Regions from separate parts of the Arabidopsis thaliana genome. Here region 1 is linked to region 2. The links are chromatin contacts, called in public capture Hi-C maps. All regions are on one chromosome and are shown on one strand. Each heading gives the region's core, a stretch centred on a gene start, on an enhancer-like site or on the middle of the called end of the contact. The rest is flanking DNA. Distances are from core to core; before and after follow the strand shown.

The links. Capture Hi-C pulls out chosen DNA fragments and counts their contacts.
Region 1: a contact with region 2 is called in a capture Hi-C map of seedling, with 2.2 times the contacts expected there. The contact joins the promoter of AT5G28237 here to the promoter of AT5G28060 in region 2. A contact is called at or near these places in 1 of 26 Hi-C or Micro-C datasets (callus) and 1 of 3 other capture datasets (seedling).

The regions. Positions count from the first base shown.
Region 1 is chr5:10,211,980-10,214,988 of TAIR10.1, reverse strand. It overlaps AT5G28237 (Pyridoxal-5'-phosphate-dependent enzyme family protein), which reads left to right and starts at 1,391. Exons shown (of 5, transcript NM_203115.2): 1 at 1,391-1,761; 2 at 2,300-2,665. The coding sequence starts at 1,447.
Region 2 is chr5:10,069,463-10,072,877 of TAIR10.1, reverse strand. AT5G28060 (Ribosomal protein S24e family protein) reads left to right here and starts at 1,979. Exons shown (of 5, transcript NM_122689.4): 1 at 1,979-2,157; 2 at 2,401-2,442; 3 at 2,552-2,722; 4 at 2,874-2,960; 5 at 3,058-3,415. The coding sequence starts at 2,086. The coding sequence ends at 3,087.

The DNA.
Region 1 (3,009 bases), core at 142-2,641, 140 kb before region 2:
AGATTTGACGTATAACGAAAAGAAGGACAAGAAAATGTGAGATAGTGATTAATCATAGCAATTCTGATACCATATAGATATTTAGAAATTCTCTCCAGGTAGCTCAATTGAATAAGCAAAGCTATATTTCCTTTCTAGTACGATGACTTGACATGGGTGTGGGACTCCTTCACGTTCACGTCACATGTATCAGACGCTTTTTTGTTAAAACACGTAATTTAAATTAATAGGACAACGTTATTTAGAAGCTCTTACATAGATTTTATATATAGGGATGAGAGTTTACAAATAAAAGAATGTAGTGTTTCATGATTTAGAGTTCAATGAAATAATGCTGATTTTAATTTATCTCATATAACCTGGCTCTGATACCATGTTAAAGTCGTATGGGTTTCTAACCTAAAACCAATTGACAATAGGTAGAGTAGCTTATATCTCTTATATATTAGTCAAGGTTTCTCTCACAATGTGGGACATTACATGTTTCCTCATGATTATGGGCCTCCCATCGCATGCGCCATTAATCCCTACCTAATCTCTAATATAAGCATGTCATTGATGCCTGAATCAGAATTATCTGAGCAACTATTATTATGTTATTTTCTAATAAGAAAACTGACTTTATACGTCACATAGTACATAGCACAATTTAAAGGTGACAAAAAAGAAACAAGAAAAGTATAAAACCTTATCTTCAAACACTATGAAACACATGAAATAAAACCACAACCTCTTGATTTTTGTTTCTCCCGAAAATATGTGTTGTTATTGTCTTATCGTGTCATTTATTTTTCAAACGCACAAAGATGAAAGAAATTAACATTCAAAATTCCATCCATGTGTGATGTTATTTGTTAAGAGCTCACATCTAAAAATATAAAAAAAAAACTTAGAAATAAGATCGTCAAGAAAATATGTCAATCCTTTCTAATTTAGATTGAATTAGAAGTCAATGAAACCTAAAATCGCCTTTTTTCTTTTCCTTTCTTATATCATATTAAGCTTGAACAGAAAAAAAAAAAAAAAAACTCCTATACTCACATCTATAATAAGTTAGTTATAAACGAGGATATACATAAAGTTATATATCTCCCACTTAAGGTATTTAAATAAGTGAAAATTACTCTCTTCCATAGAAAAAAACTAAATGTATTTCTCTCGTTAATAAAGTTATATTTCTGAAGAATGAAGAGGACTAGTATACAATACAAATGCTTTTTTTTTTTTGTTAAAGTGTACAAATGCAATTATGCAACAACGTGTTAAACATGTAAAAACTCAAATGGATGCGTAGCAAAACAAAAAAACAATCATCTCCGTTTTTTTTTGGTCAACCAAATTATTTTCGTTCCAACTATAAAAAAGCACTTATCAAAACAAATGTTTCCTTAAGAAAATCTCAAATAGATATAACAAGTATTCTGGAAGAAAGAAAAGAGAGAGAAAATGTCGTCCAGTAAAATCCAGGTACGAGGGCAGCCACTTCTTAGGGTTCCGGCAAGAAACCACCGTATGACACACTTGGTTGTTTGCGGCGTTTCCACAAAACGCCACCACCGTGAAATCAATGCACTCAGCAGTAATAGTGGTCCATCGTTGGATTCGGTCCCAACAAGAACCGACAAGAGGCAGTTTCTTCGTGGTGACGGTAACGGTAAATTCGGGAGGTTCGGTGGGAAGTTTGTACCGGAGACATTGATGTCTCGCCTGATAGAACTTGAAGACGAATTTAACTTTGTTAGGTGCGATCACGAATTTCAGGTTCGTTTTTCTCATATATTGAGCTTATTGCAAAAAAAAACATAAACACAAAACCAAAAGGGCAAGTTCAAACAAAATGGTTACTTAAATATCCAATGGATATATATTTTATTTTAGATTCTTTGCAAAAAAATCATCTAACTCATTTATTTTTGCAACTTTACACATCACCTTTAATAAATGCAAGTTAATCTTATCACGTCTAAAAGAATCTAAAATATGATCCTTATACGTATATTATAAACGTTTTTACGGTCATATACATTAGAATTTTAAAATTTTGAAGGTAGAGTTGAACTCTTTGTCGAAGTGGCTTCGATTTAACATTATATGTCAATATTTTACAAAATTGATGGTAACAAAAATGGTGAAAAAGGGTTATACTGCGTATTATATTAGATTCCGTAGGGTTAATCTAACATGTATTAGATGTCGAGGATAAAGTCGCAAAAAGAGATGAGTTATAAGTTTTTTGCAGAAAACATTTTTTTTTGTTTTGGAAATAAAACATAATTGCTTTATTTTTAATTATAACTAGGAGGAGCTTACCACAGCGTTAAGAGACTACGTAGGAAGAGAAACGCCTCTCTACTTCGCCGAACGTCTAACCGAACACTACAAGAACATAGTTCCAACCATCGAAGGTGGACCAGAGATATACTTGAAACGGGAAGATCTTAGCCACTGTGGGTCTCACAAAATCAATAATGCTCTCGCTCAGGCCATGATTTCCCGGCGGCTTGGTTGCAGCCGTGTGGTGGCGGCCACTGGAGCCGGACAACATGGAGTCGCCACAGCGGCTGCATGTGCAAAGCTCTCCTTGGAGTGTACTGTTTTCATGGGAGCTGCTGATATAGAGAAACAATCCTTTAATGTACTTTCCATGAAACTCCTTGGTGCTCAGGTAACTTGCTATTTCAACTCATAACCAAATATAACCAGGTCTCGTTTTGCAGCATATATAAATTTTGTTAATTTATATATAAAAAAAAAAACCCAACAGTTTTAGTATATACTAGATTTTAACCCGCGGTATACCACGGGTCTATATTTTATTTTAGTGTTGACAGTAATTACTTTCGTAATATATAATTCACAGTCTTATAATTATTTGTTATTTTTTATATTTTGTATATTTAGATATATTATTTAGTATGTTTATAGAATTGAAATTTGATTATTTTTTTGTATCTAGATATTAACCCGCGGTATACCGCGGGCTTATATTTTCATTAATTAAAAAATAAT
Region 2 (3,415 bases), core at 730-3,229:
AGATAAGGCCCGCCTAAATAGGCGGGTAAAAGATATAAATTTATTCAAATATTTATCGATAATATTTAAAATTTGAATAGTAAATAGTGATCCACACACTTTTTCTAATATTTAATTTAGTAATTTTTGAATTAAATAAAATTTCAATCATACACATTCAATTTTACTATACATTTTAACTATCTCTTTCATCATAATAAACTGCTTTTTAATTTTATACACTCCAACTTATTGATGATATTTGAATTTTAAATTGTAACTCATATTTTTCAGTATTTAATTTAGTATTTCCTTAAACTAAATTTCAATCTTACAAATTCGATTTTACAATACAATTTAAATATCTTTTTTATCATAATACAATACAATTTAGTTCGATTGTATACAATTCAAATACAATCCAATTTTTCAATACAAATAAAATTTAATTCTATACACTTCATCTTATTGTTAGTTTTCCTTTTTAATTAAAAAAATTATAAGTTAAATTTTTTAGATATAGAACTATAAATTAGTATATGTAAATATGTTTTTTTTTTTTTAAAGAAACTTTTTTTTAACATATGTCAACATCTCAATGATAGACCTGACACGTGTCATGATCTCGTGAGTTAGTAACTCCGTACTTTATATAATAAGATATATATATATATATATATATATCTATGATGTTGTCATGTAACCAAGGCTGCCTCTCTGAGCAGTCACCCTCAAACATTTATATGAATCACAATCAAAATCATTTTTGTTCTTCTAGACAATCTTAAAGCTTCTCTCTCTCTCTTTAGATTCTTTGCACAATAAAGCTTTTCATGAGCTATTCAATTTCTCTTCTAATAAGCTCAATGAGTATCAATCTATTCTTGTCTTAGAAATGTCAACAATTACCATCAATTAACCCTAATTTATCTTCTAAAATTCCCTATTCAGGAAACCCTAATTTTGATAAAATCTAACAATAACCCTAATTAATCCCGATATACACAATTAAATTGTTAGATCTATATATTCAGAATTTGATTGGACCATGGCTTGACACAAATCTCCAATTTATGCACGTTTTCTCTCCGATTTGGTTCACCAAACTCGTCCATGTTGACCACCGTCGGTTGAGATGATGAGGACAGTGGATAAGAGACGAATTTCGTTGATATTCTCTTCCGATTTGATGAACATGAACGCGTGAGGCTGATGATCATCAGAGACCGTTCAATCGCCATCGCACCAAAGAAGAGAATAGAGATATCCAGAAATGAGAAAAACCACAGGCAACTGAAAAAAAAATATTGTTTTGTCAAAACACGCGTCCAATGAGAAATGGACACGTCATCGAACCTTAACACCAAAAAAAACTCTAAGCTTAGGTCGTTCGTAAGTTTATATCACATGTTTCATTTAAATTTTGTCTTATTTTGCTAAGGATTCTTGATAAGAAATTTTCAATCCCCAATGGACCTGCTCTAACATGACAATTTGTGTAGAATCGTTATGACGTGGTAATATATGCTAGGATTGAAGGATGACATATGATTGTTTTGGTTGAAATGAAAAGAATCGAGAGAAGATGTGATTGCAATTTGTCTTATGCCATGTAGCTTCCTCTTAAATATTTTTCATTTAATTGACATAAACACATGGAAAAACTTTAAAAACTTCTTGCAGCTAATCAATTTATAATATATATGTTTATTTGAATTAAATTAATTAAAAGAAAATTTCTAGAAAATAAAAATCAAAAATAAGTAAACAAAAGATTAGAAATAATTATACAGTATACAATGATATTGTCGTTCGTTAATCAAATAAAATATGAAAGTATGTTTTTATAACATGAATGATCAAAATAGACAATTGTTTTGTCTTTGTATATCAAACCCGAAACAAACTAATCTATTCTCTGGGCATGGATATTGTAAGGCCCAATTAAATTCGGCCCATCAAACGAAACCAACCCTAATAATCTGAAAGAGAGCTATATATAAATAATCTAGGGTTTAGTGTGCTCCTCCTTCCAAAGCCGCTGCGAAACTCGTCGATTTTCAAAACCGGAGCTCAGAGACTGATCTCGGAAAGTAAATCGCAGCCATGGCGGAAAAAGCTGTCACTATCAGGACCAGAAACTTCATGACCAACAGGCTTCTCGCCAGAAAGCAATTCGTGAGTTCCCATCTCTATGTTCCATTTTGCAATCTCACAGTGTTACGTCTTCGCTGTATCGAATGATAAAAACTATAGTTTAGGTAGAAACAATCTTATAAGAACAGATTCATTGATCATTTTGATGTATTGCTAGAGGAAATTTTGAATTTTGCAACTTTTAGGTTTGATGTTTAGTATTTGGATTCATTTCGATGTTGCATTTGGAGTATTAATCATCAGATTTTGAATCAATTAATGTAGGTTATTGATGTTCTTCATCCTGGAAGAGCCAATGTTTCAAAGGTATGTTCTTTACGTACATTGGCTTGTGTTGATTACAATCCAAGCTTGTGCAGTTGTGTATTGTTTCTTAGTGATGTTGTGTACTGGGTGGGGCTTTACTTGTTTGAAGGCTGAGCTTAAGGAGAAATTGGCGAGGATGTATGAGGTTAAGGACCCAAATGCTATCTTCTGTTTCAAGTTCAGAACTCACTTTGGAGGTGGTAAATCTTCTGGATATGGTTTGATCTATGATACTGTCGAGAACGCTAAGAAGTTTGAGCCTAAGTACAGACTTATCAGGGTAATTTCTCTTTACTTGTTTGATAGTTAAGTAAAACTTTTGGTTCTAGTTTTTAGTCTAGCTTACTCTTGGTGCTTTGATTTTCACTGCTTTGCGATGAAACAATGGTGTTGCAATCTCATACTGAAATGATTGTTGATGTGATTGACAGAATGGACTTGACACCAAGATTGAGAAATCAAGGAAACAGATCAAGGAGAGGAAGAACAGGGCGAAGAAGATCCGTGGTGTTAAGAAGGTAAGAGAGACCAACACTAACCAGAAATCTACATTTGCTATTGTTATGTTTGTGCCTGTTTTGTCTTAACGATATTTGCATTGTTTTGTGAGTGTAGACCAAGGCTGGTGATACCAAGAAGAAGTAAGACGTTTGAAGAGGACAAAAGCAGCAATATGGTTTTTGTTCTGCATCACTCCTTCTTTGAAGCCATGTTTGCTATTAGACATCTTCTAATTATTTCTCGATTTTGTGCTTCTTTTTGTCACACTTGCTCTATTTTGGTTTGGATCTTGTTTTAGAGAAACATGTGGTTAAGATTTTGTTTGAATACATTGATTTTAAACTTCATCCTCTTGCGTTTCGGAGATTGAGACTATTGTTCAACTTTTCAATTTTTGCTACCACATACCACAAGATTAAAAGTTGGATTCTACTTGAAATTCATTAGTTGTCATGAGAATAAAGAAAAAAAG